Regions from separate parts of the Sus scrofa genome. Here region 1 is linked to region 2. The links are chromatin contacts, called in public promoter capture Hi-C maps. All regions are on one chromosome and are shown on one strand. The core of a region is the stretch at or near the end of the contact, and the rest is flanking DNA. Distances in the headings are between cores, read along the strand shown.

The links. Promoter capture Hi-C pulls out the DNA fragments that hold promoters and counts their contacts.
Region 1: a promoter capture Hi-C map of liver shows a contact between it and region 2, with 2.5 times the contacts expected there. The contact joins the promoter of RPL5 here to the promoter of DR1 in region 2. A contact is called at or near these places in 1 of 5 promoter capture datasets (liver) and 1 of 2 datasets of contacts at active chromatin or transcription factors (alveolar macrophages).

The regions. Positions count from the first base shown.
Region 1 is chr4:124,365,160-124,370,995 of Sscrofa11.1, forward strand. RPL5 (ribosomal protein L5) reads right to left here and starts at 2,453. Exons shown (of 8, transcript NM_001114284.2): 1 at 2,407-2,453; 2 at 1,242-1,311; 3 at 1,036-1,151; 4 at 1-36. The coding sequence starts at 2,409. It overlaps EVI5 (ecotropic viral integration site 5 protein homolog), which reads left to right and starts at 2,619. Exons shown (of 18, transcript XM_021090214.1): 1 at 2,619-2,744.
Region 2 is chr4:123,832,652-123,838,763 of Sscrofa11.1, forward strand. It overlaps DR1 (protein Dr1), which reads right to left and starts at 3,224. Exons shown (of 3, transcript XM_001928479.5): 1 at 2,235-3,224. The coding sequence starts at 2,454. It overlaps CCDC18 (coiled-coil domain-containing protein 18), which reads right to left. Exons shown (of 32, transcript XM_021090190.1): 32 at 4,930-6,112.

The sequences.
Region 1 (5,836 bases), core at 1,203-3,702, 530 kb after region 2:
AACTATCATATCTCCTTCTATACGGGCATAAGCAATCTACAAATAACAGAAAAACCAGGTCAGTGATCTATTTTCACTGTTTTGAGTACTTGTCCTAAGTGCCTTCTTTTTCAAAGGACTTACTTGGTCAACTACAATAGGTAGCTTTATGAGTCTGTAAATACCTCTATCATCACAGCATCTAAGTTTCAAATTACCACAGACATCAAAGATTAAAATGCCCTCGGAAGAAGTTATACTGTATGTAGTTCCTTACTTCTAAATACTGAAAAGACTCTGAGCTGGTTTAGCTGGTGAATTAAGGAGGCACTAAAGAATCCCCGATTATTTTAAACATCTTTTGAACTAAGCATATCTAAGTCCAAGGACGCTTCAGATACCTAATGTTTAGTCACCTGAGCTTGGGGAAGGAGACTGCCTTCGCAACCCAGAAAACCAAGGAGTGTGCCTGTCCCCTGCAAATTTCAACTATGAAGAGTTTTCCATAACAGCCCAGAAAACTACCTTCTAAGGAGCAAAGAGCCACTTTCTGAAAGTTTTCTACATGGGAGACACTTTCATATGTATTTATTGAAACCTATTTCCAACAATAAGCAGGAAGAATAATCTTAAGAGTCTAATTGAATGTTCTGAACCGCCTCCCTCTTCAAAGCTGTGGGGATGGGGACCCATGACAAGTTCTATTATCCTGCTGAACTGCAATGAGCAAACCCTTCTACTTGGCCTCAGATTTATCCTCCCGGCCTCAGGAAAACAGCACAGTACCATAAATTTCCTTTCCCAATTAGAAAATGAACAGGAAGAACCTGGATCAAAACTGCCAAACAGCTGATCATCAGAGTATTGTTAGGAAGGACCCATTTCCCAGGCCCCAACTTCAGACCTACTACTCACTCTACTATTCCCTGGAATGCCGGGCTCCAGAGGAGCTGGACCTAATCCATACACATGTTTTGCTTCCCAAGGACCATTTGTTTAGCACAGTGAGGGTGGGACAGGGGTACCATCCGTCACTCAGTCTAGAATACAACTTACCTGACAAATTATATCTCTGTTGGTTACACGAACTATCATCCTGTATTTTGGTGTGTTATACTTATTTTTATCTTGGATGACCAATCGTTTCCGGGCATAGTAGTCAGTTTTACCCTCTGAAAGAAAAAAACAATTTAAGAAAGTCTACTCCACTGCCAGAGAAGCAGAAATCGTTTCAACGTGTGAACACAAAAAACTGACCATACCTCGTCGTCTTCTAAATTTCACCTGGTACCTCTTGAAGTAAGCCTTATTCTTGACGACTTTTACAAACCCCTTTAAGAAAAAAGAAATGTTATTAACACTTTGATTGTTTTAGTTTATACTTTTGACATTTGAGCTGTAACAAAGTAACACTTCAAAATTGAAACTTGCAGTGAATTCTGACAACCACCACTTTTTGTAGAGTCCAGCCTTTATCAAATCAAAGCTCGAGAATCACTTTCCTCTACTTTCCATGGCTCAAAATTTATAGCTTTATAAAGCAATAAAAATGAGCCAGTGGGGGGAAATGGAAGGAAACAACAAACACAAACGTAGGCCAATTTCTTAACTTTTGCAAAATACTGCTCAAGACAGCAATCTTGCCAAATGTCTGTTCTTAATACTGTTCCATTTCAAGAATCTAACCTATTTCCCCCTTTATACGAACATTTTTCAAAAGCCTAAGTTACCTGTCACAAAACGCAACTGACCAAGAACTTACTCAGCAATCACTCTGCCGATTAAAACACTGTCCCTCACCTTCTAAAGCCACACCACGCCCGGAAACTCATTAAAAACTGGTGCCACCGACAACCTACAGAAAGGCAGGAGGCACGTACCAAACGCAACGAGCTTCCTTTCGGGGCCCAGAGACGCCACAGCCTGCCAGCTCTACTGACGGATCTGGGTTAAAAGCCACTTCGGGCCGACAACACAGGCCTTCTGAACGACCTGCGGGGTCCGACGGTCTCCCAGAAAACCCATCAAGCGGTCATGGGGGCGCTGGGTCCGAGGAGCCGCAGCCGGTCTCCACTCAGGCCTCCCCTAGCTCGTCTGAGAACGACTGTCCATGCAACCCGCCCGGCTCGGCCGCCAGCCAGTGACCCGCGGCACAACTGGCACTAATCCTGCGGCTTGTCTACTAAACTCACCCCTCACCCGCAATCCAGTGCCCCGGTTCCCCTCTCCTGGCACCCCTCCCCCGCACGATTACGCGCCGTGGCAGCCATTAAGGCCACGCTGGGAGCCGCAGCCGGATCACGGCAGAGCCGGCAATCTAATGCCATCCGATCCGTGCGCCACGCTAGACGGACCCTAGACGGGCCTTGGGACAAGAAGCAGGAACCCCCGTGCCTCCGTAGCCCCGAGATCGGGATATCCACTCACCATCCTGCAGAACAGAGCTCCCAATCGGCGGCTTGCCACAGAGCAGCAGGCCCAGCACCGCTCCCGGGGGGGAAAAAGGGCCGCGACGCGCGCGCAGGCGCAGTATGTAGCGCCAGCGATCACGCAAGCTACGTGTGGAAGAGAGATGCGCCGGCCGCCTGGCGTGCAGCATGCCGCCCCCTGCTGGGGGGAGGACCGATGCGGGCCTTCGCCTTCCGGGAACCAGTCCTCAAAGTCCCGGGTCCGAAAGCTCCAGACCGGCAGGGGCGGTGAGCAGCAGCAGGGAGGCTTACACTTTCCTATGCCGAGAAGTTTCACACCAAACACGCATTACTTTGGTAAGCAAGAAAGACAAGTTTAAAAATTAAATAGAATGAATTTGCTCCTTTTGCCGCCCCCCCGCCCCGAAGTCTCCTCGGGGTCCAGAGCGTACAGGTGCGCCCCACGAAGCCTCGCCTTACGGCTCCAACACTGGGTTGGGGCCCCTCTTTGGCCTTCCCACCGCACCCTCGCACCTGCCTCAGGCTGCTCTAGACTCCCTGAAGGTGGGTGCTGCTGTCAAGGTCACCTTTGAATCTCCAGCACCTGGCACAGTGCTGGCAGTAGGTGCTCGGGGTTTGATAAATGGTAAAAACGAAAACCTCTCTGCCTGCCGCCGCCCCCTCCATCATCTTCCCTGATCCCTGACCGCCTCATCCTTCTCCTTCCCTCCGTCACTCTCTTCTAGCCGACATAGCGTTTTTCCAAGTCTTTTTCTTCACTCTCTTAAAACTAATTACAACTGGATAATGAGTCTTTTGCCGGAATAGGAATACCACGCAGAGACTGAAGAGAACAAACCAACCCTCCAAACAAAAAGCAAGAGACAGTGTTCCCTCACCCAACAGTATTTCAAAGTTGATCTTCCGGCTATTGCATGGGAATCATTTAGGTACTAGTTAAAATACAAATATTTGAGGAGTTCCTGTTGTAGCTCAGTGAGTTAAAGGAACTGTTCTTAACCTACTAGTGAGGGTATGGGTTTGATCCCTAGCCTTGCTCAGTGGGTTAAGGATCTCGAGTTGCCAAAAGCTGCTGTTGGCATCAAGTTGTTGCAGGTACGGCCCTAAGAAGAAAGAAAAAAAGGAGTTCTCATTGTAGCTCAGCAGGTTAAGAACGTGACTAGTATCCATGAGGATGCAGGTTGATCCCTGGCCTCACTCAGTGGGTTAAGGATGCGGCGTGGCGGTGAGCTGTGGTGTAGGTTGCAGACACCACTCAGATCCCGAGTTGCTGCGACTGTGGTGTAGGCTGGCAGCTGCAGCTCCTAGGCTAGGAACTTCCATATGCTACACATGTGGCCCCAAAAAAGCAAAAAAATCAAAAGAGAGGAAGGAAGGAAGCAAGGAAGGGGGGAAAATGCAGATATTTGAAATCGACCAGCTCTTCTAAATCAGACTGGCGGGCTTGGGAACTGGGAGTCTGCATTTTATATTTGGCCTCAAGCCAAATATTCTCAGAAAAGTAGAAAACAAATTCTGTTTTCCCAATAATGAAATTTACTGACTCCACCAAGAAAAGAAGACAAATTACTTACCAGCACAGCAATTTAAAATATTCCCATCCAGGAGTTCCCTTGTGGCTCAGTGGGTTAAGGATTTGGCATTGTCACTGCTGTGGTTTGTGTCACTGTTGTGGCACAAGTTTGTTCCCTCGCCAGGGAACTTCTGCATGCTGTGGGTGCAGCCAAAATAAACTATTCCCATCCTTAGAAGGGATTTTAACTCCGTACCCTCATCCTCCAATAATTTAAGCCTGCTTCCAGGACTATGAGTGTGTATGAATTTAATCTAGCAGGAAAGAATAGGAGTGTAATTATGATAAATCATCTTAAGTTATCTCAAAATTTTTTCTTTGCAATTGGTTTTTGTTTTACATGACTTTATGGTTATACACTGAAGGATTGCAAATAGGTCAACTATTTTATGGGAGTTCCTGTCATGGCTCAGTGGTTAACAAATCCAACTAGGAACTCTGATCCCTGGTTTGATCCCTGGCCTTGCTCAGTGGGTTAAGGATCCGATGTTGCTGTGAGCTGTGGTGTAGGTTGCAGACACGGCTTGGATCCTGTGTTGCTGTGGCTGTGGTGTAGACCGGCGGCTACAGCTCTGATTAGACCCCTAGCCTGAGAATCTCTATATGCCATAGGAGCGGCCCTAGAAAAGACAAAAAAACAAAAAACACTATCTTATGGTTGGATCTCCTTTTTTTGATATCAATACAAAGCATTTTTTTTTTTTTAGGTCCACACGCACGGTATATAGAGGTTCCCAGGCTAGGGGTCCAATCGGAGCTGCAGCTGCCAGCCTACACCAGAGCCACAGCAACGCCAGATTTGAACCTCATCTGCAGCCTACACCACAGATCCTTAGGGAACCCGTTGAGTGAGGCCAGGGATTGAACTCTCATCCTCATGAATACTAGTCAGGTTTGTAACCCGCTGAGCCACAGTGGGAACTCCTGAACTGTGACTTTTTAAAATATCACACTCAAACACTATAATGGTATCATACAGGATAAATTATTGTTGAATACAATAGTTTCAAAGAAAGGATTACTAGATATTTGATATTATCATCTAAATCACTGTCATTCACATTGCAGGTTTCACTCTCTGTTACAATAGCATCCACACCCACCTTTTTTTTTTTTTTTTTTTTTTTTGCCATTTCTTGGGCCGCATATGGGAGGTTCCCAGGCTAGGGGTCTAATTGGAGCTGTAGCCACCGGCCTACGCCAGAGCCACAGCAACGTGGGATCCGAGCCGCGTCTGCAACCTACACCACAGCTCACGGCAACGCCGGATCGTTAACCCACTGAGCAAGGGCAGGGACCGAACCCGCAACCTCATGGTTGCTAGTCGGATTCGTTAACCACTGCGCCATGACGGGAACTCCCCCACCTAGGTTTTGTTCCTCTTCTTGCAATAATTCAGAGATGGGGTAAAGGACAACAAAAATAATAGTATGTTGTAAATTTGTTCAGATGTCTTGCAGTGTCAGAAAAATCATCTCTAGGGAGCTCCCTTGTGTCACAGTGGGTTAAGGATCCAGCATTGTCACTGCAGTGGCTTGGGTCCCAAAAAAGAAAATAACCTCTATAGAAATTAGTTTTAGGGAGTTCTCTTTGTGGCTCAGTGGTAACGAACCCAACTAGGATCCTTGAGGATGCAGGTTCGATCCCTGGCCTCCCTCAGTGGGTCAGGGATCTGGCATTGCTGTGGCTGTGGTGCAGGCTGGCAGCTGCAGCTGATTCAACCCCTGTGCCTTGGGTATGGCCCTAAAAAGACAAAACAAAACAAAACAAAACAAAATAAATTAGTTTTAGATTTATTAACATGAGTTTTCGTACTCTTAGTCATGCAAGCTTTTTTGTTTCCTTGTTTTAATTC
Region 2 (6,112 bases), core at 1,974-4,473:
ACTTGATATTAACACAACATTGTTACGTCAACTATACTCCAATAAAATTTTTAAAAATTACACACCTTAAGGATTTCTTTTACTCACTCAGGACAAAAATTTATTTAAATGATTAAGCAATATGAAATTAATAAAGAGATTATAAATGTATAAAGTATATTCCCCTAACTGGTGAAAATTCTGGGTTAAAACGTAGATTCTTATCCACTTAACAGCAATGTTACAAGAGGAAAAAAAAATCTGTAGGACTGTAACAGGTCAATACACGATTTTGAAAAAATAAATCATCTTTAGTGCATAAGGAAATTGCTTTCACTGGAACTTTCTCTGACTCATACATTAAACTGAATTTAGCATATTCCAGAGTTGAGCTATTTAGCATACTGCTAGCTACAGCTGCACTTTTCTTCCATCATGTCAATCAGATATCTAAATATATCCTAGAAAAGAATAAACTCTACCCAAGAAGACAGATCGTGATGTGTTATTAGATTTTTGGAATGATCACCACGTCTGTGGTGTAAACAAGTGTTTAGGCAGATCCTTCTGAAATCTTTTGCAATTTTCATTGGAAAGGCAATGTTGATCAAAGATCCTTTTTCTCTTTTATAAGCTGTAAAACGAAATTATAGCTATCTGTGTTGAATAATCTTGTGAAAGACTTGTGCCAACAATTGCACATACAATGTAAAAATAAAACACAAGAGGAAAAACAGACAACTTTTGCTTTCATTTTACTTGCCAGAGTACACCAAACAAGTAGAAGAATATTCTAGCTTTAAAATCAAATAAACTTTTCCCTAGGGATTTCCTTCCTCCATAAGGAAGTACTGAAATGGAAACGGCAGAGTATGTTTTAAACCTACTTTCCACACATCATTAAGGATCAAAAGTGACTCATTTAATCCTTTTGTCAATATTGACAGTGAAATACTACATATGGTTAAGTATGAGATGTGTCCTCTACTTCAGAATAACAAGAAAGTCACCTTTTAAAAAATCGAATTATAAAAAAAGTTGAATTTTATATAAAAGTTGAGTTTTATATAAAACTGTATATAATTCAAAAAGTTGAATTATAAAAATAAAATGGTAGACAACCACCTGCCTACCAAAATTAACCGTGATTTTTTACTTCAAAAGCAATCAAGAAATTGTTAAAAATTTTAATTAGACTATTATAAAAGGTAAAGTCTCACTTCAAATTGAATGCAGTCTTTTCATAAGAATACATGTACAAGTCACAGAAAGTAATTCCTAAAACATAATTAGTGAATGTCTCTTCATTTTTGAAACGAACCATCAGAATACAGTTCCCCAACTCTATTACTGAACTAAATCCTTTCCAAGAGAAGAAAGAAGAAACTGTTACACTTCCAGAAGCGCTGCTCAAGAAAAGGTTGCGTGTGTACATCCAAGTGGGGAGGACGGCAGGAAAGGGCAGCGGAATGTCCCGCGAAAAAAAACCTCACAATCTTTCCATCCAAGCTTGGAAAAGCTACCGCCACAAAGCAAAGCAAGTTGCAGAAGAAAAAGGAAGGAAGGAGGGAGGGAAGGAAGGAAGGAAAGAGAAGGAAAGGAGAGGAGGGAGAGGAAAGGGTGCCTTTTCTTACAGAATAGAACTTGAGAGCTCTGGCAACTTGTTGCTGGCCGGCAGGACCATTTTCAAAGCAGAGAACACAGACACTCTCTCCATCCAACCCTAATCCACCGCGCAGCGCTCAACATCCACGTTCCTCCCACTCTCCCCGCGTTCTCAACACGCGTCTTTCCCTCCACCCTGGGGCAGGGCTCGGGTGGGGATGAAGGTCCCGTCTGCATTCAGAGCCTCCGCGGGACAGCTTCTGGGTTCCTCTCCGTTGTCACGCCCTCGGTCCCCCTTCCGCAGGCTCCTTCTCGCTCCTCACGTCCGGGTTCCACCGCAGGCAGGCAAAACTCCTGCCGCTTCGGCTGGCCCGGCTGTAAACTGAGAGCACCCCTCCCGCTCGAGCCGGGGGCACGCCAGCTGGCCCCGCCGCTGGGCAGCTCTTCCACCATCCGCTGCTTGAAAAGGGCGAGAACCCGCCACGGGGATGTGAAGGCGCCGGCTGCCCCCACGCCCGCGGGGCCTTGTCAGCGACCAGCACTAAGCCACCAGGACCAGCCTGAGGGCTGGGACATGACGGCGTCGCCCACGAGCACGCCGTCCCCGGCCGGCCCCTCTTCGGCAGCAAAAGCCCACAGAGACCACTTACCTTGTATGACGTGCTCTGGCGAGATGGTCTTCTTTTCCGATTTGTTGCAAATCTCATTGGCTTCAGAAGATACAAGGTGAATGAATTCAGTGCAGCAGTTCACCACCAGCTCCCGGGCATCGTTGGCCACCCGGACATTGGGCAGAGTCTCTTTGATCATCTTATTAATAGCAGCTCTGGGTATAGTGAGATCATCGTCGTTGCCAGATGAGGAGGCCATCGTACCTTCCTACCTCTCGTGCCCCGACTTGTAAAAAACTCCCCAGCTCTGGTCCACACTCCACGAAGCTTCTTTCAAAAGGGCGCCTCGGAGAGTGAGCCCGGCGGCGCTCTGAGAATAGGGTGCAGGAGATAAAGGGGGGGTCAAGAGGGCAAGAAACACCCGCGTGCGTGAGATTCAGGGCGAGGCTGGGAACAAAGTTGGGGGCTGAGGATCCTGGGGACAGCACCGCCCAGGTCAGCGAGGGAAAGCAAGGTGGTGCGGAAATCTAAGCCCGGAGAACCACCTTCGTGCCTCCTCAGAGGGGCGTGCGCTGTCGCCTAACCGGTCCCCAACGGCGCCGGAGCAGAGGCAAGGTCCAGGGGCACTGGCCTGGCCGCGGTACCGGGCGGACACCCAGCGGGCCGGGCTCTACAGAGCCGGAGCCCCCGCTGCCGCCGCCAGCAGCCGCTGCCGCTGCCTCGGCCAAACCATCCTTCAGACACCGGCGCCGCCGCCTCACAACATGTCGGCCGCGGCCGCTGCTGGAACCCGGGCGGCCGCCGGGGAACGAAGACGGACAGAGCCGGCACAGGCGAGCGGCAGGGGCGGCCGCTGTGGCCGTTCAGCCCGAACGCAGACCGTGGAAGCCGAAGACGCGGTAACGGTGGTCCCTCCAGAGGCCACAGAAGAAGGTTTGCTGGAAGTCTCTCCCGATACCCTTTGCGCTACCGGAAGTCTCGCCCCCACACGTTTTCCCCCCCTCCAGCCCGACTTCCGGGTGTGGCTGCAGCCCTTCCCCCACCCGCGCCGGCGGGAACCGCCCGTCCTCCCCGCCAGCTGCTTCCGCTTTCCGTGGTCCCGGCACGCGCCTTGGGGTCCCGCCCCTTCCCGGGGCCGTAGCGGCCGGGCGCGCGCCCCGCGGTACCGGAGCGCCCCGGCAGGCGTCGGACGCGGGCCGGGGTGGCTGCGTGGACTGGCGAAGATGGAAAGCCGCCTCTGCCCTCTCAACCCGCTGAGGCTCGGAACCCATTCCTAGCCAAGTTTGCAGACAAAGGGGCGCTGGATTTCGTTTAAAGAATTCTAGTTGCTCATCCTAAAGCGCCCGAATTGAGATTGAAAGGAAGAGGAAGGAGGCCTGGGCTCGGCCGTGCAGTATGGGGGAAGTAGAACCCGGTGTGTCTGTATCGTCCACAGGAAGACGCTTTGGATAGTACCTCATAGACGTTATTCGGGTGGAAACTCGGGCGCCCCACCCATTTTCTGGTTTTATGGGAAACATTCAGAAAAGTGACTTTCCCTCGCGGTCACTGCTAATACCTAAACTGGAAACTAGAAATAAGATCCATCGTAGTGGAAACGCCTAGTCTACAATGAGCCAGATTAGAAGGTTCCGATTTAGACATTTTGGATTTCGATGAAGCGAAAAAGAGTGGGCTCTGATTTTTTTTTTTTTTTTGCAAACGTGTATCAAGTTCTTAAGAAAAATTGCACAAGAAATAGCAACAACAGACAAAAAGACCAAAAAAAAAAAAAAAAAAAAAAAAAAGGAGTTCCCGTCGTGGCGCAGTGGTTAACGAATCCGACTAGGAACCATGAGGTTGCGGGTTCGGTCCCTGCCCTTGCTCAGTGGGTTAACGATCTGGCGTTGCCGTGCGCTGTGGTGTAGGTTGCAGACGCGGCTCGGATCCCGCGTTGCTGTGTCTCTGGCGTAGGCCGGTGGCTACAGCTCCGGTTCGACCCCTAGCCTGGGAACCTCCATATGCCGCGGGAGCGGCCCAAGAAATAGCAACAACAACAAAAAGACCAAAAAAAAAAAAAAAAAAAGAAAAATTGCATTATTTCTAAAAGCTAAGTTTGCCATACTGTCATTTTGAAGAAGCAGACTATATTATAAATAGGGAGGTGCAATTTCTAAAAGGCAAACCAGATACCGTTTACATGAGTTTGGGCACTTTAGTTAATCAGCTAAATTGTTCTTAGATTGGACAGCAACTGGCTTGTTTGAAATGTTTTCTTAAAACCTTTTGGTGTATGATCCTAGGTGTAGCACTTTAGGAGACCTTAATTACATTTTTAAAAAAATTTTTCATTTAGCATTTTCGCCAGTACACTTGCAGGTTTTTTAATTTCTGGAGTTTAGACCCTTTTTCTCAGTGTTACTAAGTTTAGTCGAAACAAAATTTATTTGATAAAGTTTTTCTTTAAAGTGGGAATGTGAAACTCTTGGCTCAGATGTTGGCTATTAAGTATTTTTGTACGTCAAGGTACTGTTGCATTAAAGGGTTTTATTGCCTAAATTTATCTTGGGCTTACCAAGTTTGCAAGCCTGAAAAAGCTAGCTAGCAAAAAAGGTCCCCGAAATGATCACATTGTCACTGACCCAAAACTTAATATTCTTGAAAAAAATGTAATAATGATAATTTTGCCTTTTCATATAACATTTGTGCTACATAGGCTTGTAGGGTTATGATACATAAAGCAGTAGAGCACACATGTTGTTACTCCAGTAATTTATTACTACAGAGTTCTGTGGTAAAAGAAGCAAGAAATGTGTAGTAAAGAAACAGGTTCCAGTCCCAGTTTTTTGTAACTTTAGGCAGGCCACCTTCCAAGTCTCCTTTTTCCTCAACCAGAAATGGAAATATTACATAACTCAGAAGACACAAAGTCGAATGAGACTGTATGTAAAAGCACCTTTAACATTATGAATTATTATATAAATGATGGGGTATGGCTGTCATCTTTACCAGGTCTGGGTAGTCTTCAGCCACTGATAACCCATACGTAGTATGGCTGAGGGAAATTTTAAATATAAATAGCAGAGAAATATGTTAATCTGGAGCCCACATTTAAACACTTATAGAACAGTAGATCCCTATTATAAATAGACTTTTGAAAAGACAAGGATAGCATCTCTTTAATAAGCTTTAAGGGTTTTAGAATGCTTGTATATGAAACATGTTTTTCATGGTATCCCAAAATTCATGATATGAACAGAAACAAAATAGAGCTGTTTCTTAGGATGAGTTAGGCTAACTCTGTAGTAATCTTAAGATGTGTTAATTTGTAGATGCCCAAACTTTCAGCTAAAATTGCTGACAATAATCTTATACCATTTGTAATTTGGAGGTTAAATGTTTGAAAAAGCAAACAAGTACTTCCCATTATGCTCATTTGTTATTACTAACCTGATCGTACCCAAGTACTTTCACCTGTATTATCTCATTTAATCCTCAAGAGCAACCGTATTTTAATCTCTACAGATTAAGGTGCTGATTTAATCTCTACCGATAAGGAAAGTGAAACGATAAAGCTAAATTACTTCCCTGAACTCAGTATAACAGTGGGGATAGGCTGGATTATATTGCAAGAGCAAATAACCCCCAAATCTCAAAAGGTTTATGTTAATGGGTTCATCATGGGTCAGCAAGAAGACTTACCACATGGTTATGCCTCAAAAATCCATTGGCGCTGTTGAGAAGTAATGAAGGAGCTTTAAAATACAGACTTTTGACTATATTTTGAGGTGGAGAGAAAATAAACTGTCTTCAAAGTAACAACATGAAGTTGTGGAGGCAGAAATTGTTCTGGAAACAGGAGATGGCCGTAATTGACATAAAGCATTTGTGTTGTACAACAGCTCAAGAAAAGTGAGATGGCCAAATGGGTGAGGCAG